2 separate regions of the Gossypium arboreum genome follow, and region 1 is linked to region 2. A link is a contact called in public Hi-C data. All regions are on one chromosome and are shown on one strand. Each heading gives the region's core, a stretch centred on a gene start, on an enhancer-like site or on the middle of the called end of the contact. The rest is flanking DNA. Distances are from core to core; before and after follow the strand shown.

Region 1 (5,184 bases), core at 1,697-4,196, 220 kb before region 2:
ATTGGGGAGGGACCGCCTTTCACCCTTTGCTCCAGCAGCTAAAAGGAGAGAAGCCATGGATGCAGCTTGCCCCAAACAGATTGTGTTGATTGGAGACTTAATGTACTGCATCGTATCATAAATTGCAAGACCTGTACCAAGAACAACACTAAAAATATTATGGAGAATTGTGATAGAAATGGGTATTATTGGAGATTGGAAAGTGAGAAAAAAGGAAAGACCTGCAGTGACTTGACCGCCAGGGGAGTTGAGGTACATGTTGATAGGCTTGGATGGGTTTTCGGATTCGAGGAAGAGGAGCTGAGCCACAACGACGTGGGCGGTGTCGTCGTTGATGGGTCCATTGATGCAGACGATCCTTTCCTTGAGGAGACGAGAGAAAATGTCGTAAGCCCTCTCGCCGCGGGAAGAGTGCTCGATCACCATGGGTATCAAGCTGAAGGAACGGGAATGGGTGGCCACGGCGGTGGCGCTAGTGCAAGAAATGAGGCGTTTGGTGGTTGAAAATAGGGTCCTCATGGCTGCCTCCACAGGAGATCGGGCTAGGGATTTTAGAAAACGCCAAAGGACCGATGCCCAAATTAAGATAGGTTTCTCTTGCTATAGTAAGCACAACCAAACTATTCACTCAGTTTTTGTTTATCAGAAGAATGCTACTGCAGCAGCCAGCAGCTCATAAATGGATTATATGCGTATTTATATCTGGATAATTTACTCAATGCTTGAATATTACCCAATTCCAACTTACTATTCAAACAGCTTCACCAATTCCAATCCAGTTAATCTCAAACCCAAAAATAAACAACAACAACAGTTGTGGTTAAATAAATAAATAAATAAAAACTAAACTAAATATCTATGATGATCCCTCAAAAACCCTATGCCAAGGATAAATCTATCCTAGTATTAAAAAAGCGAAACTTTAACTGTTTTGAGGCTTAAATTTTATTTATTCAAATTAATCCTTCAATTTGTCAATTATTTTCATACTAAATCATAAACTTAATAGTTATTTTCATATTAAAGTTTAAATTTTTAAAAATATTATGGTACAAATCCGAAAAATTTTCAAGATAAAGAAAAAAGTTCAAACTTTTAATGCAAGAAAAATTGTCAAATTTAATTAAACCGAAAAATAATCAAACTTTAATGTGAAAAAATTCCAAAAAGATCTAACTCCGCAAAAAGAAATAAAATATCCAACTGTTTTACTTAATTAATCAGATTGTTTTGCGTTGAGATCTTATTTATCTTTCAATTTCCAGAGCTAAAATGGATCAAGAGTGCTAAATTCAATTCCTCGTTCATGAAAAATATAGCAAAGATTATTGAAGTTCCAAAAACAATTAAATTAAAATACAGTATTTAAAACAAATGGCGACAATGAGATCAAACGATGCCATTAACTATTAAGTGCTTAAAGAACACCATATCCCTCGGAAAACATTACATTAGAAAAACAAAAATTCCATACTGTCTTAAAAGGTTCCCAACAACATGACATGACATGAAATAAATAAACACCATTTAGAAAAGAGATGTTCCCTTCCCCTTCTTGTCGCCACCAATTTCAAAATGCTTGCACCTCTGCAACAACACAAGACACAAACACCAACACATTAGCTCATCAAGCAAACACATTGGTCAACAAAGGGTTTTTCTCAATGCACAAACCTTGATTGGATGTTGGGATACATGCTTGCAACCCTGGCATTGCAGCCTCAGCACAATCTTCTTGGTGGTCTTGGCCTATTCAAACCATACAATGCCATTAATATTATATAACATGCTAGGAGTCTTGAGAAATAGCAATGATCAGAATGACAAAATGAGTTAACTAAACACTCCTTACTAACTAGTACCAGAAGATGCAGAATAAGATATTAGATCCTCTCTCAGCGTATCGAGAAATAGCAATAACTAAACATCCTTTACTAACTAGTATCAGAAGATGCAGCATAAGAATTCTAGATATTTTGGTTATATAACTAATCACCAAGCAAGAGACAAAAGACAAGGGAAGAGGAATTACCTTCTTGTGGAACACTGGTTTGGTCTGACCACCATAACCTGATTGTTTGCGATCGTAACGGCGCTTCCCTTGAGCAGCCAAACTATCTTTGCCCTTCTTGTACTGTGTAACCTTGTGCAAAGTGTGCTTCCTGCACTCCTTGCTCTTGCAGTAGGTCTTCTTCGTCTTAGGTACGTTCACCTAAAATAATACAAAGCCACACGTATTCTCAAAATAAAATCCAAATGTAATAAATTTATCAACTCCTTTCTGCAATAAATACATAGATTACACTTCATTGACAACAAAGAAAAAAACAGCTCAGCCACGAACAACATTTACCCTAACTTTGCAACCTCATCGACAAATTTCATATTAGGATTTCTAAGAGAAACCCAATGCTGAAGTCCTTATTAACTAACAGATTTGAAACATCCTAAAGTTATCATTGATTAACCAAAATAGTATAAAATACAGATATTTAAAAGAGATGTCTTGGAAACAATACAAAACTAATAACTTAAGTACCATATCGATGGGAAAGACTACGCTAAATGCCAAATAGACATAATTTCACCATAAATTTTCTCAGAAAAAGGAAAATGAAAATGAAAACGAAATCCCAAACTTTTCATCCCAATTCTCCCAACCCAAATGTTCTTATAGAATCTTTATCCTATTTGATAAACTCCATTTTGAAACACTTTTATGGAAAGAAAAAGTAGATCCAAAATGGATTCCCAGAAGATAAAGGAAAACAAACCCGGGGAAGTACCATGGCTGCGGCTGAAGATGAGAGTACCCGAGCTCTGTTTCGGTGAGGATGGTAAAATTAGGAGTCCGCCAGTCTAACCTAATAAATATACTGATTTCTCATTTTAGGGTTTTTGAGGGTTTCAATTTTAGGCTTTGAGTTTTGGGCTAAAAAGAAAATGAAGCCCAACTATTCTTTGTAGATTTACAAACTTTTATACACCCAAAACCAAGTTCCACATAAAATAAAAATGGTATAAGGCGTAAAAAATCTTTAATTTTTTTCAGAAAATGTAATTAAGTCCTTATATCTTTTCACTCAATTAGATACTTAAATTTTTAAAATGCATTAAAAAAGCCTTTAATTTTTTTAAAATATATTTAATTATTAGATAATTAGATTAAATATTTTTTATTCGAATTTGGTAATTATTCATATATTAAGGTTTAAATTATTTTTGATTCTAGTTAGTCATTGAATTTAATAATTGTTCCCGTCTTATTAAGGTTTCACATTGGGGCTTAAGTTTTTTCTTTCAAGTTAATCCTTAACATTTTCTTAAAACCTTAAAATTCAAAGCCTGATGTGGAAATATTAGCTAAGTTCATCCCCAATTAGGGAACAGTTGCTAAGTTTAGAGAATAAGTTAAAAAAAATTCAAGCCCCAATATAGGAAAATTTATCTAGTTCCGGCCCTAATATAAGAGTAATTACCAAGTTTAAGAACTAACTTAGACCAAAACATAATTGAAACTCCAAAATTAGAATTGTTGCAAAATTCATACCCCAAATAGTGATTTAATCCTAAAATATTCTATAAAGTCATCTACAGGAAGCTTGAACGTTCAATAAATGCTCCAGTAACTTATAGTTACCATTACTTCCGGAAATCAGCTTGATAAACAATTTAAATTTAGGATAAATTACACTAAATTATTCAAAACTTTTCATTTAAGCCGCTGAACTATTTAAAAGTTTTCAAGTCACTAGACTATTATGTTTTTTTTTTAAAAAGTCCAACTAGCAAGCTTCAAACGACGATTTGACAATCGGTATGATAGCCTAGTACCCATCAATGAGTAGAAAGTTGTTTGGATTTTGCTTCACAAATTCATGATTTTCAAAGATGTTTCATGAAAAATACTCGAACTGTAAATGAGAAAGGGAATGAGAACTTCTAATTGGAGTAAGCGGTATGAACAGTGAAAGCGATAAAGCAACGATTTTAACATCCCGATGAATCAAATGAAAATTTGTTAATAATTCAGTGATTATTTAGTAACTTTTTGAAGTTAAATGATCAAGACGTAAACTTACTAATAGTTAGTGACCTCAAGTATAATTTATTCATAATTCTATCAGAACCTATCTTATAGATGGACTTGAATCTTTAAATTTCATGTGTTGTTGGGGATTCAGCTATAACTATAAATAGAATATTTCCCCAATCTCTTTTGTATCATCATTCATTGAGTAATTAAATACAAAGAAAAGTATTTACTGTATTTTTTTTATGCTGAATTATGAGCTTAGGCTAACCTAGGTAACTGGACAACGAATTCCCCACCTTAGACCTCATTGGTTGAGGTCCAATTAAGATATTGATTTTGAGATAATGTCGTAGATAAAAGGCCGAAGGTAAAACAATCATAGTCAAAGTATGTATGAAAATTTTACTGAGGGCCACATCAAGTAATTGCATTTAGTAAAAAAAACTGTCAACACAATTATAGATATGCTTATACAGAAAAAGCCATACTGGTGAAACCATGATTAAAGGTTAGAAGTGCTCGTGGCATTCAATATAATGACTTGGGTTTGGATCCAACTTAGTGTCTACAAGTGGTTGAGAGCAGAGGCAAATTTCCACATTAAAATTGCCCAAACCTTTTAACACTTTCACTAATTTGGTAAAAGCATACAACTGTCAAATCTCAACTGATCAGCAAAGTTTAAAAAAAGGTGCTGCTAAAATCAGTACCATCGGATTACCTTATTTGTAAAGAAAACAAATTCAATGTCTATTTACATATTTAATTAATTTTATAATTCCATATACTCCACAAACTTGACCATGGATGTTGATAATTAAATAAAATGCAATTTTAGATGGTAATAAAATAATAAACGAATTCAAAATTTAGACAAATTAAACAAATCAATATTTTTTTAAAATAAAGATATTAAATTTAGTCTAAACTCAAATATTGGATGCTCATTTGTCCGTATATATAATATATAGGTTAAATTTTACTATTAGTCTTGTATTTTACGAAAGTTGAGGATTTAGTCCCTATACTTTAATTTGATTAATTTTAGTCTTTTTACTTTTTGAATTTTGAAATTTTAGTCTTGATCCTAATAGTAGAAGTTAAATCCGTTTAGTTAAGTTCAATTGCAAGTCATATACTATGCGTAC
Region 2 (5,281 bases), core at 1,267-3,766:
TGAACTAATTTTGAGGTTCTTTGCATCAAGTTTTGAGACTAGACCATTTAGGTATCGAGGTTGACAAGTCAGTTGATAAAAAGCTACATTAAACCTTACAAGTTTTGAGACTTTGGTGTTAAGTATTGAAACTTACATGTCAAGTCTCAAGATAACTTGTATTTTTTTATCATTTTAAACCTCTAGAACCCTGTTTTAAGTTTTGGACATGTCCGAACATTTATGAAATGTTTCAAAATAATTTTAAAAATGTATTCAAGCTTTCTAAATTATGAGAATGACTTTAAAGAATTTTTACTAAGTCATAAAATGGTGTTTTACTAAAAGAAAATTTTTATAGACGTTAAGAAAGTGTTCTGGTAGCATCCCCTATTGGTACTAATCATTGGGACAAGTAAAGGTTGTTACACAATGACAGGATCTAGTAATAACTTTATTTCTCAAGTAAATTAAAAATGAAGGGGGTTAAAATTAAAAGCTAAAATAATATTAAAAGTAACTAAAAAGAAGTGGTAAAATAAAATAAATGAGAAAAAGCTTTAGTCAAGGTAAAATCCCTATTTGATTCATAAATATGATCTTCGATACAATGATATCTTTAATGCCTTTAATAAATTAGTTCTCGTTGTTGACTCAACGCTGGGCAACTAATCTTCCCCTACCTATTTGGTAATCAAGAGACAAATTGTTTGAAATTAGTTCCCTAACCAATAAATAACCTTGTTAAATAACTTTATAATTCAACACTTAAGATTTAACAAATGATAGGATTAAGAACGAGAATAACTTAATTTTAACAAACAAACATACATCAACAAAATTTATTAATGATAGATCACAAATTCACACCATACAATCATAAACTACAACCTAAATAATTATTGAGTTTGTGATAAGTATTAAAATGAAATAAAAAATTGCAGAATGAGTTAGTGAAAGTGAAACATCCACTGTCAATTGACGAAATAGTCACCACTTTCACCTTATTCTTTTCCTTCCTTTTGTCCGTCGAAGCTTAGAATTATGAGCTTTCAACATTGCCAGCAATTGAGTTGCTCATAGCCAACATCTAGAGGGGGTCGAATATCGAGTTTTGCATCATCATGCTGCTGGACACCCGTAATCGACTAAAGCTATCTTTGGTGACAAATGGCGTTTGAAAACATTACTTTTGTTTTTGGAATTTATTGTCATTATTTTTTTTGGACTTCAATTTTTTTCCATTTCCACAGTAACACATCGGGTTCTTATTTTCTGCTGTTGGAGAATGCATTCCTTCAAATTTTTGTCTTCGCTGCTGCATCACTAGAGAAATAGGGCAAAAGCAATACAAATATCCCAATTATTAGGATTCCACCCATTTGGGGTGATTAAAATGATAGTTGTTTATTTATTTTATTTTATTTTATTTTTTTTGATGAAAAGACCCGAAAGTCGACCTCAATTCATTGCATCAATTAAAATCACATCATGAATTTCAATAGGGTAATCCCTATCGAAATCCTTAATACAATTCAAAGCCTTAGCCCATTTACAAAGAGAATCAGTAGCTTTATTACAACTACGCGGGGCCCAAGCAAAAAGATAACTATCACAAAAATCCAAAATTTTAATGTTCTCCCGAATGCTGTAGCCCAACGTGGACAAGTCAGCCCACCGCCTATTAAGCCTATTCACCAGGCTGGCACAATCGGTTTCAAATTCCAGCTTAAGCCATTTCCTGGAACGCGCAAATTTAAAGCTCTCAACCAGCGCATGAAACTCAACTCATTCGGCTTGAACATTCTGTGCTACCATACCAGCCCGCCCGCCAAGTACAAAACCGTCGTGATCCCTCGCCACCAGCCCAAAACTCATCTTCCTACCGTTCGGAGACGCATCGAAATTAATTTTAACAACCCCCTGATCCGGCTTCTTCCAAACTTTCTCCATAATCGGTTTAAGAAGCAGCGGCTTATCCATGAAATTAAAAATTCTAAAATCCCTGCTCAACACAGCAGCCCTTTCCCACGTTACTCTAGCCTCCTCCTCCTATAGTTGTTTATTTAAATGTAAAACAATGTGGTGGAAATTTTGTGAAAGATTAAAATTAAAAAAAAATTCACTTCGGATTTTCATCAGGAATTTTCTATCAGCAATCCAATTATAAAATGTCCTTAGTATTAATTTCACATTTTATCTTTAATATAAATTTTATTAAAAAATAATATTTTTACCTTAATATATGTTTTAATTTTAAAATACATATGAATAAAAATTAAAATAACTAAAACAACTAATCAAACAAATAAATTAATCTGTAATGAATAAATTATAAGAGGATAAAATTAATAATAAACAAATTTAATTACGTTACAAAAACTTAAAGTTATCCTTTTAACTTAACACAAATAAATAAAATTATTTAACTCAATTAACTTAAAATTTTTTCATTTAATAATGCATCCCATTCTATTTTCTAAAATCGAAAGCTTTTCCCGCTTTTAATGCTGCCCTTGTCCATTCAGGGCAACAATAATTCACATGGTAGGTGGTGCCATTTATTCTAATACACTTGTAGCTTCGATGATTACTCTATACATACTCCATACTATGCCAAGAATTGTCGATTCCTAAAACCAATAAAACCAGTACAATCTTGTTAGCTTGGACGACAGAAATTTTTGAAACTACAATTGAGCTTCAATTCCATGGCCGCCTTTCCATTTCCCTACACTTTCTTTCTCACAAAACCTTCCATTTCAAAGTCCTTAACTACCCGTCACCATGTAAAGCTTCTGGTTTCACCTACGACCAGGAAAAACACCTCAAAAACTTGCAGCTGCAGTGCCCAAAATACCCGCCGTGCTCCTTCAAATTCCCCACTTTGGACTGTCACCGACATAGCCCAAGCTGTCGGTGGCAAGATTGTAAAATGGGGTCCTCCAGGAACCATTTCTATTGATACCAGAACCATAGAACCCGGCCAATGGTTCTTCGCCATTACCGGGGAAAATGTTGATGCCCATGATTTTATAACCCTTGATTTATCGAAAAGTGGATGTGTCGGGGTAATTGGAAACCGTGTTTGCGAGAATTGGGAAATGGGTTTCGTCCAGGTTGATGGCGACACTGTAAGTTCATTGCTGAAGATGGCAGCATTTGCAAGGAACAGGTTTGTCGGTAAAGTGATAGCAGTTACGGGAAGCGTTGGGAAAACTAGCACAAAAGCTATGATAGCTTTGGCGCTTGAGAGTTTAGGGAGTAAAGTTTATCATAGTTATGAGCACTGGAATAATACATTCGGGGTTTCTCTCTCATTGATAACGATTCCTAGGGATGCAGGGATAGCAGTTTTGGAGATGGGAATGAATCGGAAAGGACAGTTATTGGAATTGACACGGCTAGGGAGGCCTGATATTAGAGTGATTCTTAAAGTGGCCACTGCTCATTTGGAGAATCTTGTAAGCTTGGAGGGAGTTGCAATGGCTAAAGGGGAGATGTTCCAAGAAGCAAAGCCAGGAGATATATGTGTAGCCAATGCTGATGATCCTTTTGTCAAGAGCATTCCAGTTCCACAAGGAGCTAGAAGGGTAAGATAGGCTTGTGTCACACTAATCGTGTTCTTCCGGCACTTGTGTTATACATGTCAGTTAAACTATTAGAAGCCTAGTATATATAACATTACACACTGCATTGGCATTAGCTTATGCTTTCTAAGAGCCACACTGTATGAGATACTAAAATTTGGGCTCTTCCCCCTGCCTTATCATAGACGTGTCAAAGTATTCAAGCAATTATTAGCAGCATGCTTTTAAATGGTTTCATGGTAAAAGGTGAGTCCAAGTCTTTGGACTGTCTAAGCTGTATGTTTCTCCAGTTAATCTTGGCAGTCAATAATGTGGTTTCTATTTTTTGCCTTCCATCGTAGCTGGCCCTGTAGTTTGACTTTTTCCTCTGCTTCAGGTGCTTTTTGGTCGGAGTTTGGAGTCTGATGTTCGGTTGGTAGCAGCAGAAAGGGTAGGCAGTGGTGGCAGTGTTGGAGTTCGAGTTGTCTTACAGAAAAACATGGAGATGTAAGTTTTTCTTTTTCAAATTGAACCACTCTTGGACCAAAGAGTGTTTGAAATGAATAGATCCTTACTAATTATTTGGGGCAACTCTGGAAAATCAATTGAAAGGCAGGAATTTTTCTCTCAATGAATGGTTCCCTTTTAGAGTTGAGATTTTGACGAAAACAGTTACATTCTTGCTTTGAAATCCACTTTTCGAAACTGAAGTGAATGATCAGTTGGTACCAAAGGGTTGTGCTATTGTTCAATACATTCATCATCACCATTCACAAGAGTAGGGCCTATCTATCAATGGTGATTAAAAATACATTGGAATATAATTATAAATGGAATGCAAAGTAACAAAATTAGTGGCAAATGAGATCTAAGAGCTAGGACTCAAACCAGATATCAATTTTCTTTTTTGGGTAAATTGTAACTTTTCCTTATCAACAACTATTTCATAAAGACCAAAACATGCAGAATGTTTAGGTTTGTACTCTGTAGTTTGGGCTTCTTTTCTAGGATTGCATCTTATTTGATATAAATCACTTGAAACTATTTATGCCTTTGATACATAAACAGCTTATTGGCTTCATATCCAGGGTGGAATTTGTGATTCCGACTTTGGGTCTGCATATGGCTGTCAATGCATGTGCAGCAGCAGCAGTTGCAACTTCTATGGGTGTTCCTCTTTCTCAAGTTGGAAGATCCTTATCTCGATACATTCCTGTTAGTATGAGGTCCGAGTTTGTTGTAGCCAAAAGTGGCATCAAGATAGTGAATGACGCTTTCAATGCCAATCCTGTTAGCACCAAAGCCGGTATCGACACGTTGAAAAACATCGATTGTGATGGAAAAAGAGTTGCTATTCTTGGGGACATGTTTGAACTAGGTACTCATGAGATAGAGTATCATGAGGAGGTATTAAACTATTGTCTTGATGCTTGTATTGATGTAGTTGCCATTGCGGGGCAGAGGTTTCATTTAGCAGCTGATAATATGAATTTAATGAAGAAGATGAAGGTTGTACATGCTGTTGAAACAGAAAATCTTATTCCTAAAATCTTGAACTGTTTGAATATGAATGATGTAGTCCTCGTGAAGGGTGGGTGTCAGATGCAAATGGTGAAAGTTGTGGATGCAATTAAGGCAATGCCTAGATTCACTCAACCTTCATGTTCGGGTTCGGAGAATTGAAGGCAAGAACAAGGATGACAAATCTGATAAAAACAACTGATCAGGAGTCG

Evidence for each region. A called contact is a pair of places that touch in the nucleus more often than the background predicts.
Region 1: a Hi-C map of leaf shows a contact between it and region 2, with 1.8 times the contacts expected there. The contact joins the promoter of LOC108478075 here to the promoter of LOC108476520 in region 2. A contact is called at or near these places in 2 of 5 Hi-C or Micro-C datasets (both in leaf).

Annotation. Positions count from the first base shown.
Region 1 is chr12:96,192,819-96,198,002 of ASM2569848v2, reverse strand. It overlaps LOC108478075 (60S ribosomal protein L44), which reads right to left and starts at 2,946. Exons shown (of 4, transcript XM_053023581.1): 1 at 2,787-2,946; 2 at 2,033-2,212; 3 at 1,675-1,749; 4 at 1,326-1,587. The coding sequence starts at 2,789. The coding sequence ends at 1,528. It overlaps LOC108476855 (ATP-dependent Clp protease proteolytic subunit 2, mitochondrial), which reads right to left and starts at 826. Exons shown (of 2, transcript XM_017779217.2): 1 at 222-826; 2 at 1-131. The coding sequence starts at 519.
Region 2 is chr12:95,973,106-95,978,386 of ASM2569848v2, reverse strand. LOC108476520 reads left to right here and starts at 2,516. Exons shown (of 3, transcript XM_017778743.2): 1 at 2,516-3,572; 2 at 3,946-4,055; 3 at 4,637-5,281. The coding sequence starts at 2,691. The coding sequence ends at 5,231.